Linked DNA regions of Rattus norvegicus: region 2 is linked to region 1. The links are chromatin contacts, called in public Hi-C maps. All regions are on one chromosome and are shown on one strand. Each heading gives the region's core, a stretch centred on a gene start, on an enhancer-like site or on the middle of the called end of the contact. The rest is flanking DNA. Distances are from core to core; before and after follow the strand shown.

Region 1 (6,015 bases), core at 2,302-4,801:
AGACAGGGGAGGGGGGAGGGGACCGGAAGGAAGCTAGAATTTCGTGAGTTCCTCAAGTGTGGCAATCTTATGCAAAGAAAAGATTTCTTTTTCAGTGCTGGAGATTGAAGCCACTCTTCCTCTACCCCAAGAGGCAAGCTTCTACCACTTACCTACACCGTCAGCCCTTGTTTTCCCTTTATAAATGTCGGTCTATCCACTTTACAGACAAGGAAAGTGCTGGAAGTCAAATTTAAGTTGAGTTTGGTGATTCTGAGGCTCTCTGCTCGGCCCTGGTTTGCCCTGGAAGGAGGGCAGACTGACAAGAAAACATGCTCAGGATATAAGGATTTGTTAAAACTGTAAGACATGGCTGGCACAATGGCTAAGCAAATAACAGTGCATGCCATACAAGAGATGACCTGAACGCTAGAACCCACGGTGGAAGATGAGAACCAACCATGTCCTCCACACATGGTGTAGTGTGCATACACGCATGCATTCACATGTCCGTGAGTGCACACACACACAGTAGTAATAATAAATATAGATAATAATGAGCTATGTGATAAACTGGTGCAGTGGCTCTCGCTGTAATCCCAGTGCTTGGGCAATAGAAACAAGAACATCAGGAGTTCAAGGTCATCCTGTCTACTATACAGCAAGGTCAAGGACAGCCTGAATCCATAAGTGTGTGTGCTGAAGAGGAAGAAAAACATAAAAAGAGATGACAAGACAAAGAAAGGGAAAGATGTCAAGAAGGGAGGAAGGAGGAAGAAAGGAAGGACAGACGGATGGGAAATACTCAGAGAATGAGAGGGTGGTTGCCCAGTTTGATGCCCCTCAGCCTTCCTGATCTATTTCCCGTCTTCTCAGCGACTGCACACGAACCCTGTTTGTTCTGTTCCTTACCACATCTCTCATTTTATCCTTCTCATACCTTGCTAACCTATTCTTATTGCATCCCGTGCTCCCCCACCCCCTGTCTTCTAGTAGAATCTCCTAACCATGCCGTCATTTTCCTTTGAACCCAACTACTATTGACTGTGAGTTCACAGCTGGGCTGTGTGATGGCTCTGCCATACAAGATCAGGAGTTCAAGGTCATCTGTAGCTACAGAATGAATTGGAGGCCAGGCTAGGCAACATAAGACTCTGCCTCAAAACACAAAAGAAAAAAAGTCCAACTCAGCTAAACTGGATCTGAACTCAACCTTCCTTATTTTTAAAATATGTTTAGATATTTTTATTTATTATTATTTGAGGGGCAGGGTGTCCGTGGTTTGGTGTACATAGAGGGAGGTCAGGGGATAACATTGCAGAGTTGGTTCTTTCCTGCTACTTAAAAAAAAAAAGATTTATTTATTTACATATGTGAGCAGACAGATACTACCTTCAGACACCAGAAAAGGGTATCAGATCCCATTACAGATGGTTGTGAGCCACAAGGTGGTTGCTGGGAATTGAACTCAGGACCTCTGGAAGAGCATCAGTGCTCTTAACCGCTGAGCCATCTCTCCAGCCCTTTCCTGATACTTTTCATGGGTCTTGAGGATTGAACTCAAGTCATCAGGTCAGGCTTTCAAAGCAAGCACCTTTACCTGCTAAGCCACTCAATGGCCTGACTTTCTGTATTAAATCAAGGGGGGGGGGGAGAGAGAGAGAGAGAGAGAGAGAGAGAGAGAGATTCTTTAGGAATGGAGGTGATTGGTAAGTGACACATGATACTGTGAGTATGAAACCTTAAACTCATTACATCACACACAAACATGCACATGCTCGAGCATGCACATACACATTCCACATTGCTGCCGTGAAATCAGAAAGGAGACTAGTTGGGAAAAGGAAGGGAATCAGTGGGAGGGAACACGAGAAGGCAACGGGTGCTATATAAGCCAAATTCCTTATAAACACGTATGAAAATGCCACCATGAAACCTATCATTACATATAATTAACAGGCGCCAGTAAACGCTTATTTAAAAGAGCAAAGTCCAGTTAAAACTGTGCAGCACATAAGGAGATGTTCTTTGAGGATTTCAGGGTTATTCCTTTCCAGGGCCTGTAGAGAAGCTGGTTTTAGGGAGAGGAAGGAACCAATATGATTCAACTACCTGTTCCAGGACAGGAGGACAGGCATTCTTCCCAACGGACAAGTCCAGCCACTGTCCTTGGGGCCCAGTCTGCTCAGTGTTGATGACACCTTTGCTTCCCAATTCCTCCTCACCCACAGACATTACGGACTCTTCCTCACTTCTCTCTTTACTTCTTCATGAGATAGTCTCATGTGACCCAGGCGTGCCTCTAATCTACTATAGAGCAAAGCCTGGCCTTGAACTCATGATCCTTCTGCCTCTTCTAAGTCCTGAGACTACAGGTGTGTGCTACCACACCCAGTTCCCCAGTACGATTCAGTGTGTGTGTGTGTGTGTGTGTGTGTGTGTGTGTGTGTGTGTGTTAAAACTTGGGCTGCAGAGATGCCTCAGTGCTACTTAGATACACTAACCATTCTTCCAAAGGACCTGGGTTTGATTCCCAAAAACAACTGTCAAACTCTAGTGTCAGAGGATCCAATAGCTCCTATGGCCTCCCTGGGCAACAGGCATGCACACAGTGCACAGCCCCCCATGCAAATAAAACACTGAAACACATAAAATAAAAACAATTTTAAAATACTTTGTATGTACAAAACAACTTGTCAGGTGGGTGGTGTGTACTAACAATGCCAGATTTCACTGTGCAAAGGCAAGGGGATCAGGAACTGAAAGTCAGTTTCAGCGCACATCAATTTCTAGGTCAGCGTAAGCTACTTGAGACCTTGTTTTAATTTAAAAAAAAAAAATGAGGACTAACCAATGGCTTTTGCTACCAAGCCCGGGATTCACATAGTGGTGACACAAGCCTTTAATTTGAGCACTCCACTAGAGGAGACAAAGACAGGTGAATCTCTGAGGGTTCAAGGCCATCTTGGTCTACATAGTGAGTTTCAGAACAGCAGAGCTATGTAGAGAAACCCTGTCTCAAAAAGCAAAACTGAAACCAAAAATAATCAAAGGACAGAAAAAGAGATGGGGAAAGAAAAAACAGAAACAGAATACCTAAAAAAACAACAACAACAACAAAAACAACAAGAACAACAAAAGCTACAGGAATTTCCTGTGGAGACAACTGTAAATTTGTTATACAAATTAGAATCTATTCTAGGTCAGTCCCTCTACAGGTGGAATTACAATTTTTACTGCGTCTTTTTCCGAACACAGAGCTATCGCTGCAAACAAAAACTACGCAACAGAAATAAGTTAATGTTTAAAGAGTAGTTGACGAAACATGGTTTAAATGGTTGCTCTAGAAATTCATTTTTTTAATTGCCAAATCTCTGATAAACGGATGAAACAACCGCCTGGGCTAGACCGACACCCAAAGCGGGAGTCTGAAGGGAGGGCCACACTCCTCCTGGCTTCTGATCGGCTGATCTAAGTCGAGGGGCGTGGCCTTAGGGGCGGGGCTGGCGCAGAGTGGGTGTGTCCGGGGCGGGGCGCGCAGGTCCAAGTAGGTGCGACTGTCCCGGGCCCTCGGCGCCGGGGCGCTGGTGGAGAGGTCAGGCTGGCGGGGCATCGGCCCGCGACGGCGGGTCATGGCGGCGGGCGGTAGGCTGGAGGACGTGAGTGAGGCGCCGAGCCCCGTCGCCGCCATCCCGCTTCCTGTGCTGAGCTCAGGGGGCGGAGACAGCGGGCTGGGAGCTACCCAGAGTCGCAGCGGCTCCACCATCGGGGACGCGGGGTGCGGGGTGCGGGGTGACGCGACGGGCGGGGACCGCGGATTCCGGGAGCGTCTTCCTGTGTAATCGGAGGGACACGGCAGGGTTGGCGCGGGGGACCCTTCAGTCGGCGGCTCACGTGCAGTGCGCGTCTTTGGTTCCGGAAATGAGAGCTTCACGTGATGCTCACTACCCTGATCGGTCCTTCCTGGGAAAGACTGACAGGCGGACTTTTACGCCCGGGGTGACCCGGCTTATGTGGGCCCTCCTGCTGCGACTGGAGAGCACTGGGTTCCTGGTGTGACACTGGTGCTTGGGCTAATAGCCTCCCTCGGGCGGACCTGTAGCTCTCATCTCCCGGAAACGCAGATTGGAGCATAAGTGTATCATGTGTTTTGAATGTAGGCATGATAGGAACGGAAAGATGTTTGAATCTTAGATGCATGCCTGCTTGCTTTAAAAAAAAAAGTTCCAGGTGGCCCACTTCGCGGTGTAGCCAGTATAGAATGATAATACAATTGGAAAAATCTTGAGTTTATGAACTCATTAAGACACTGATTAATTTGAAATCAGGTGAGAGGGGGGGTGACACTTTGAGAGGAAATTTGCATTTGTTTCCAGAACAAACTATTTTGTCTATTGGCATAATAAAAGCCCTGCCCTTGAGAAATGCAAGGCTGACATTATGTTAGCACAATGACCTGAGCTAATAACTAATAAAAACATTAGCATGGTCTTACATTAAAAAAAAAAAAGTTCCAGAACTGTAAGAGCTTAGATTCTTGTGTGTTTGGGTCCTGCAATCATTTATTTACTTATTATAGATGTGCTAGGTAGCCCTAGCTGGCCTGGTACTCATTATATAGCCTAACCTGGCCTTAAGTTTGCCTAACTGTTCCCTGACAGCCCATTTTAATGCCTCAATGGTGGGAGTACCTTGCCACCTAGCTAGTTGAATTTTCTCCATGAAATATGTTTCTAACAATGGAACTAATCTAAAGCATAGCGCATTGCTTTTGAAATTTTACGAGTGAGATTTCATGGACTGACAATTTCTGGAAGGAATAAATAAGAGGAAAATGAGTGGTTTAGAAAAAACTCGAGCAGTGTTTCTCGGTGCTAACCTGCCCTGGAGTTCTTGGATCTTTCAGAAGTACAGTCCTGGATATTTCTTTCGGCAAACAATCGGGGATGGGTATTTCACCAACAATGAAGTGGCTGAACCTATGGACCTAGGGAGGTTGCCTGCCTTTGGTATTTTGTAGATAACAAAGTGCACATTTAGTGAGCTGTACATGGGCTATGTTGCAAGCCCAGGTGCTTAAGCGAGTCAGTGAATGAATGGCTCGTTTATAAAGACAAGGACTTGTTGCAGCTTTGAATAAATGAACACCCAGGCCTCTGAAGGACCCAAACAAAGGCAGCTCAAAGGGTCTTAAGTAATAGGAGGCATTTTAGAGTCCTCACTGGGGTGAGTGTATAGCAGGCCTAGCTCGTATATAATGACACTGAGTTTTTAATATTTTAAAGCTTAGGCTTTTCATCGAGGGCTGTCTTCTAGCTACTCTAACCTGACTAATCCTGGCACTACGTCCTGCTGTGGCCAGCTCTACCTCTGCTCAGCTCAGGCGCCTCTGTTTATTCCCTTGTCTGCTGTCTGAATCCCTCACCTCTGATTTCTTCTCCCAGAATCCCTTTCTCCCCTGGAAAAGTCACCCTCCACCCCCTGCCTAACTACTGGCTGTCAGCTCTTTATGACAGCCAACTAGAGACAATTCTAGATCAGAGCAGGAAGAACAAATATTTACAAAAATAGAAACCCAGTAATGGGCCATAGAAATGGGAAGACCAGAATCCTAGCATTTAGCTCTCTGCTGGTACAGAATTAACAATTGAAAACAGAGACACACCTTCACAGTATGTACTCTGACATGAATATGGTGCTGTGACCTTACCCGAGATCTGTCTACAAACCATCTTTTGTTGTATGACAACCCTCAGACCAAGAGAGGCAGAGGGGAAATATTTAAAGATATCCCACATGAATTTTGGTTTTTTACAGGCTCACACTAGGTGACTCAGGCTAGCCTCTGGCTTACGGTAATCCTCCTGAAGCCACTATACCTGGGTCCTAGTAAGACTTAATACACTATAGACATAGGTCCCCAAAGGAAGTAGTTACTGGGGGAAGAAAATGAAGAGGTAGTGTAGGGACCAAAATAATAGCTGAATTCTTTGGTAGTAACTCAGTCATAAGTCATGGAAATGGGTTGGGCGAGCA
Region 2 (6,664 bases), core at 3,694-6,193, 270 kb before region 1:
TTCCACCAGCCAATCACAGGTAACCAGGACTGTAACTTCTGGCAGAAGCTATGTTGACTCATCCAGGCTAAAAATAACTCTTGACCTTGCGTGGTTTGGTTCAGCTTCTTCTCCAGAATCTGTCATCCACCTTCTTTAACTGTTAACTCCTGCTTGATTGCATTTGGTTCACACTAATGCATACCAAATTTATTGGACCAAAAAACAAACAAAGAAACAAACAACAAAAAACAAAAGGCCCACACACTTCATCAAAATCTCTACTTGTTTTTGTTTCTTTGTTTGTTTGGGGGGTTGTTTTGTTTTTGTTTGATTGACTGTTTTGTTTGGGGTTGTTTTTTGTTTTTATTTCTTTGGTTTGGTTTGCTGTTTTTTTGTTTTTTTGTTTTTGTTTTGTTCTGGCTTTTTTGATTTTTTGTTTTTGTTTGTTTTGTCAAGCTGTGTGGATATTTTGTTGGCATAAAATGTTTTATCAAAATATTTGGCAAATATATATTGGCACTCCTGCACATTAAATTTTTACAGATTGAAGGGAAATGGGTCCAAAACAATCACTCCAGCCTGTGAGAGAGAAAAATCCTTGCTCTCAAGACTGTATTTAAGTTGTGTCAGCTGTGAGTCAGGGTGAATTCCCAAAAGCAACATGTAAACAGTTATTGTTCCAAACATATGGATTCTTAACCCTGGAAAGAATGGTCTGATTATTTGGATTCTACTCCTCAGATACAAATTAATAAAGGTTTCTTTCATACATATTTTAGCAAATCAAAAATCAAGCTGTTTCCTGTTGAATCATCACAGAATATATATAGATAACCCTTACTGATAAATTCAAAATGGAATTTCCTGTGTGTGTGTATGTGTGCATGTGTCAGTGAGAGTGTGTATATGTGTGGTGTGTATGTAAGTGTGTGAGTATGTGTGCGAGTGAGTGTGTGTGTGTGTGTGCGTGAGTTTGTGTGAGTGTGTGTATGTGGGGTGTGTGTGTGTGCGAGTGAGTGTGTGTGTGGTGTGTGTGTGTGTGTGCGTGAGTTTGTGTGAGTGAGTGTGTGTATGTGGAGTGTGTGTGTGTGTGTATGTGGTGTGTGTGTGTGTGTGTGTGTGCTTCCTTACTTGCTAACATGTAAATGAGAGGGTACAACATTGGGTACCTTCCTCAATCATTCTCGAACTCAACTCTGTAACAGGGTGTCTTGCTGATCCTGGGGCTTGTCAGATCAGGTGGATTGGCTGGCCAGCCGGCCCCAAGTGTCCCCTCGGTGCATTGCTAGCACTGAGTTTACACATGTGTTCTGCTCAGCATCATCCGTGAGTTCTGAGGGATCCTCTCCAGATCTTCACGCTTGGGTGACAAGCACTTTACTGATGGAACCATCTCCCCAGAGCCGTCTCCCAACCTCCTTTCCCTTTTAATGAATTCCAACAGTGGAAACACAAGAAATTATTTGGGAGGGTTCAAGTTCAGCCCACAGACTGTACCAAACAAATACAAAGGCTGCTTCCTTCTGGCCAGAAAGAAAGCTGTCTGTTTTTGAAGAAGTATCTGTCCAGAATGTGCCAATTTAACCAAATGAAGCTTTCAGTTGTTGTCACCATTTTTTTTAATCTTTATTAACTTGAGTATTTCTTATTTACATTTCTTTTTTTTTTTTTCTGGAGCTGGGGATCGAACCCAGGGCCTTGTGTTTGCTAGGCAAGTGCTCTACCACTGAGCTAAATCCCCAACCCCTCTTATTTACATTTCGATTGTTATTCCCTTTCCCAGTTTCCAGGCCAACATCCCCCTAACCCCTCCCTCTCCCCTTCTAATGGGTGTTCCCCTCCCCATCCTCCCCCCATTACTGCCCGCTCAGTTGTCGCCATTCTTGTTGGGGGATATGTTAAGGTTCTCTTACATCCATTGACTAAATCCTTAGAAATAACCATAATTCTTTTTGTCCTGAAGTTCAGCACAAGGCCCTAAGTGGGTGCTCCCCAACTCAACCACTGCCCAATCCAAGGCATTTGGGTGGACGTTCATAAAAAGTTACCTAGGGTAAGAAAACAAACCTGACTCTTCTTTCGTGCCGGAAAACAAAATGGATATAAAAAATTTCCGTGGAAATTTTCAATCAAGTCATTGAATTCGAAGCAGAATCCAGAGACCGTGAGTGAAGGTACTTGTCGACCTGACAGCCTGGCTTTTATTTCAAGGACCGATAGGGTGGAGGAGAGAGTCAACTTCTGGAAGTTGACCTCTGACTTCCATGCACCATGACGTGCATACACTCAAGCATGTACACATACAGATAAATAAATAATAAAGGTTTCACAAACAAATCCCAAAGATATTTCAGCAATGAAATTGGTTAAGGTAAGTAGTCTCCTTCAAAGGGGTCTGAGGGACATTAGAGATGGTGATTCTCAGAATTTGTGCCTTTCCTGCCCTTTGTGAGGCACTCTCCGACCCCTGGACCTGAGAGTTCCTAGGATGCTTTTCCAAGTGTTGGCACAGACACCGATTGTCCCGTAACCTTTGTGTCAGATTTGCCATTCACCATCTCCCCGGGGGCAGGAACAACCTGTGTAGACGTCTAGAACCTTGCTCATCCTGAAGGTATAGGATTTTAAAATGACAAAGACAATAACATTGAATGCACCCATTTCTACCACAGAAGAGGTACAGATAGGCTTTTTAATCTGTTTATCCTAAAAGGAATTTGAAAGACTTTTTAAAAAGTGATCACTTTTCAGCCAGATTTGCAGGTCTGTGCTCCAGCTACTCCACCAAAATTTTGTTTTCATTTTCAGAACATATCATATTCTTGAAATACTGTCAATTTATCTATACATTTGAAACAAGAGGACATAATGTTAAACCATGGCTTTCATATCATCTCTTTAAATAATTCAAAAAGCCCACCAGAAGCCTCTAATAACAAGCAGAACAAAGGGCTGAGATTGAGAGGCAGAGTCACAGAAGCTTAACTGTCAGGAGTGGCCGGCTTGTTGTGTGACTTGGCTAAAAATGAGTCTCCCTGTAGACCTCCCTTCCTTATTCCCCATAGCTGCACAAACACTAGCCATCAGGGTTCTGCTTCACATGAGGAGGCTGGAACTCTTCGTGAATGTTTTCTCGAACCTGGTTCTAACGTTTCCACCCTAGTACTGAGCCCTTAGCAAATTCATTCGCACCCTCTCATTTACCTTAGCCATAGGCAAGAAAGGTTTTCGGAGGACTTCTCAATCCATACACTCCATGGTTTAAGATCAAAGTCTCTCTATCAGCACCTATGTTGTCCCTTCCCCTGTTGGTTCTTATGCTGGGAAAACTGTGCAGGCAGACGAATGACCACATGGCTCAGTGACAGGGGCTACTCAGTCTTCATGGATTGCATCCCACCACAGCAAATATAAAAAATAATAATAAATAAATAAATAAAAATAAAAAGGAGATAGGAAAAATTCGGGAATGGTGGGAAACATCCACAATCCCAGCTTTAGGATTCAGAAGCTGAATGATCAGGAGTTCGAGGCCAGCCAGGACAATATTTCAAATTCAAGGCCAATCTAATGGACAAGAAACCCAGGGAGGAAGAAAAAGGGGGGATGAGGGGAGGGAGAGATAAAGGAAGGGAGACTTTTCATGTCCTGCATTGAGAATTTTTAGCCTGGGTTTTATGTTTTCTTCGTCGTTAAAGAAATAAAATCATTCCATACTGATTTGGGTGCTTTAGCAAGGCCTTTATTACCAACAGAAAGGCCAGGCCTAAATGCTTTCTAAACAGCATAAACATAACCCAAAGGGTCCCAAAACATTGCTTAAAATATCCTTTTAATACCAAGCCTTTAACACAAATTAAAACGTGCTTTAACGTACTCTGACAGAAAATGCCTAACCCGATGGTTGCTGGAGATAAAACGTGATCATGCACTACTCATCTTAGAGTGGTCAAAGCGGGGGGTGGGGAGTCGGGGGGGGCTGTTATTTTCCCTTAGTAAGGCGAGGCATGGTCTGTAAGCCTGTTAGAAACCTTTTCTACCCTGGTAGGAAGATCTACATGTATGCACCCCACACAACATCTAGATCATCAATATCCTTTTTGAAATTCGCCAGCATCCCCAGTCGAGAGTGCACCTAACGCTCACACAAACGCAGAGGTGGGTACGCAGAGCCTGCAGCGCCCAATAAGCTGGTCCTTTGGAAATTCTCAAATGATAGAAGACTCTCCCTGCTCCTCTGAGACCCCGCCTTCTGCACCTTATTTTTCACTGGTGTCTACCGGGAAGGTGTTTGCCTTCTGAGAACTCATAATTCTATTCTGTTTAGAGTTTGACCCATCTGTGAGGGTGAGCACCCGGGAACTCAGCTCTGGGATTTGTCTGTATTCCTGTCCCCATGCCTCCAGCCCCCCCCAGTCCCCGCCTATGTTCACAAAAAACGGGTCGAAGATGTGAACGATGGAGAGGCTGACGTTCGTTTCCTTCCCACTTCCCATCCAGGCATCCTTCACCCGGCAGCAACTCGGGGCCCACCTCTCCTCCTTCCCGTCCCCGCAGCGCACTTACCGGGCTCATGGACCCCGGGGTTGTCAGACAGCTCGATGACCAGGAGCTCCCGGCCCTCGAAGCTGCGCCCCACCGTGTAGATCCTGCTGATGGCGGTGCACTGCAGCCATACCGACACCAGCGCCTCGCGCAGCTCGGGATAGCGGTGGTACTCGAAGGAGATGCCGTCCTCCTGCTGCAGCCGCCGGCGCCGCCGCATGCCAGCCGCTGGCGCCCCGGGCTCCTGGGCTTCAGCCGCTAACAGCCACCCGCCGGCCACCAGCGCGGCACACAGCGCCAGCAGCACCCGTCCTCCGCGCCCGGCCATCGCGTCCCCGCGAGCTGTACCGCCGGTCTCTTTTGTCTGCCCGGGCCCGGGTGGAGTTGGCGAGCTCAGCACCAGCCTCCTCTCGTCTCACCTTCCACGGCTCAATGAACGGTGCGCGCTGGGGCCACCCAGAGGACAGTGGCGACGCGACGGCTCTGCGCGCTGCACTACCCGCCCCGGGGAGCAGGAGGCAGGAGGCCCGGCACAGGCGGAACAACCGCCAGGGATGCTGGCTTTATTCCTTGGCTCAGACCCACGTCAAAAGCCAAATGGCGCCAGGGACCACGCAGGTGGAATGACAGCTAAGACCTTGGCTTAGGAGGGTTATTGTGAATGAGAGGGAACCACGACCAGGATCACCCTTGTAGAAAACACATTCTTGGGTTACTAGCAGAGCCTTTTGATTTCCACCTAGAGGCATCAGAATGTGGGGTGGGGGTGAGAAGCAACCCACAGCTTGCCTTCTTTCTCGGACATTACTGCTGCAATAGTGGAAACTTAAGGGTTGTGGCTTCATCTTACAGCAAGGTCTGGCTAGAAACCAGAACACTGTATTTTGATTTGATTCTGCTTTCTACCCATTTACAGAGAGCGCTTTTAACTGTATTCAGACATACTCCGGAATCCTTCTAGGGGGAAAGAGAGAGAAATGAGGTAAGCAAGCAAGACCAATACCACTCATCTTCTGTGACACTCTGAGAAACACCAACGAGACTCTGTTCATGCGTTAGACAAAGGATTTCGTTTGGCAGTATGATTCAATCCTGTGATGGAGGAAAAACCGATGCAGATAAATGATATTGTCTTCCCTTTCACAAAGTGACTGCAAGGGTATAAAATCGTGGGCTTAAATGACCACCCTTGGGCAGGGTCTGTACTTTTGGAGCAACATCTGCAGCAGATGTTACTCTACAACAGTTGCCATTGGATGTAACACCAGTATGGATCTGAACAAATAATCCATTGAGCGTGGCCACCAAAAAAAAAAAAAAAAAAAAAAAGATCAGCACACCAGCAGGGGAAGGTTTCATGTGGGACATTTTTCCCCAGATGCCTCTTTCTCCACTATCTAATAATACCCTGTCCTGAATAAAACCTGTCACCTAGAAAGGAATCCAGGTCTATAAATAATTTCATTAGGTTTTTTTTTCTTTTATACTGAAGTTTGAAACCGTGGAAGCACCTTCTCTTTCTGACTCCTTGGTCTCAGATGCAGCTAGAGGGCAAAGGGAACCCAGTTGCTTAGAAAGTGATGTCAGGGGTTGGGGATTTAGCTCAGTGGTAGAGCGCTTGCCTAGCATGCGCAAGACCCTGGGTTCGGTCCCCAGCTCCGGGGGGGGGGGAAAAAAAGAAAGAAAGTGATGTTAGCAGGACAACAGGTTGGGTGGCCTCTGTGGTTCTCAGAAGGCCCACTGCCCTCAGAAGCCGACCTGTGGCAGTCATGGCTGCCCACACCCCACCCACCCAGGCCACTCCCACCCCTTGAGAACCAGACTGCTATAGTTAAGGCACGAAATATTGCTGGCACTGGGTGAAGGAGGCATCTAAAAATTATCTGTCACACGTTCAGGGAACAAACGTAAACCAAAAAGGGCAGCAACTGTAGGCATTCGGCTCACGTTGAGAATTTTAAAAATAAAATTAATATTACTGTTTCAGGGGTTGGAGAAACGGCGTCACAGTAAAGAGCACACAATACTCTTACAGAGCACCTGAGTTCAATTCCCAGCCCCCACAACCAGGGGATCACAGCGTCTGCGTCTCCAGCTCCAGGGATCTGATGTCTGGCCTCCATAGACACCCTCACAT

The links. A called contact is a pair of places that touch in the nucleus more often than the background predicts.
Region 2: a contact with region 1 is called in a Hi-C map of frontal cortex, with 3 times the contacts expected there. The contact joins the promoter of Cpe here to the promoter of Tmem192 in region 1. A contact is called at or near these places in 2 of 12 Hi-C or Micro-C datasets (the A7r5 cell line and frontal cortex) and 1 of 1 datasets of contacts at active chromatin or transcription factors (oligodendrocytes).

What each region holds. Positions count from the first base shown.
Region 1 is chr16:29,525,020-29,531,034 of GRCr8, reverse strand. Tmem192 (transmembrane protein 192) reads left to right here and starts at 3,551. Exons shown (of 6, transcript NM_001014141.1): 1 at 3,551-3,638. The coding sequence starts at 3,612.
Region 2 is chr16:29,794,986-29,801,649 of GRCr8, reverse strand. Cpe (carboxypeptidase E) reads right to left here and starts at 4,943. Exons shown (of 9, transcript NM_013128.2): 1 at 4,549-4,943. The coding sequence starts at 4,855.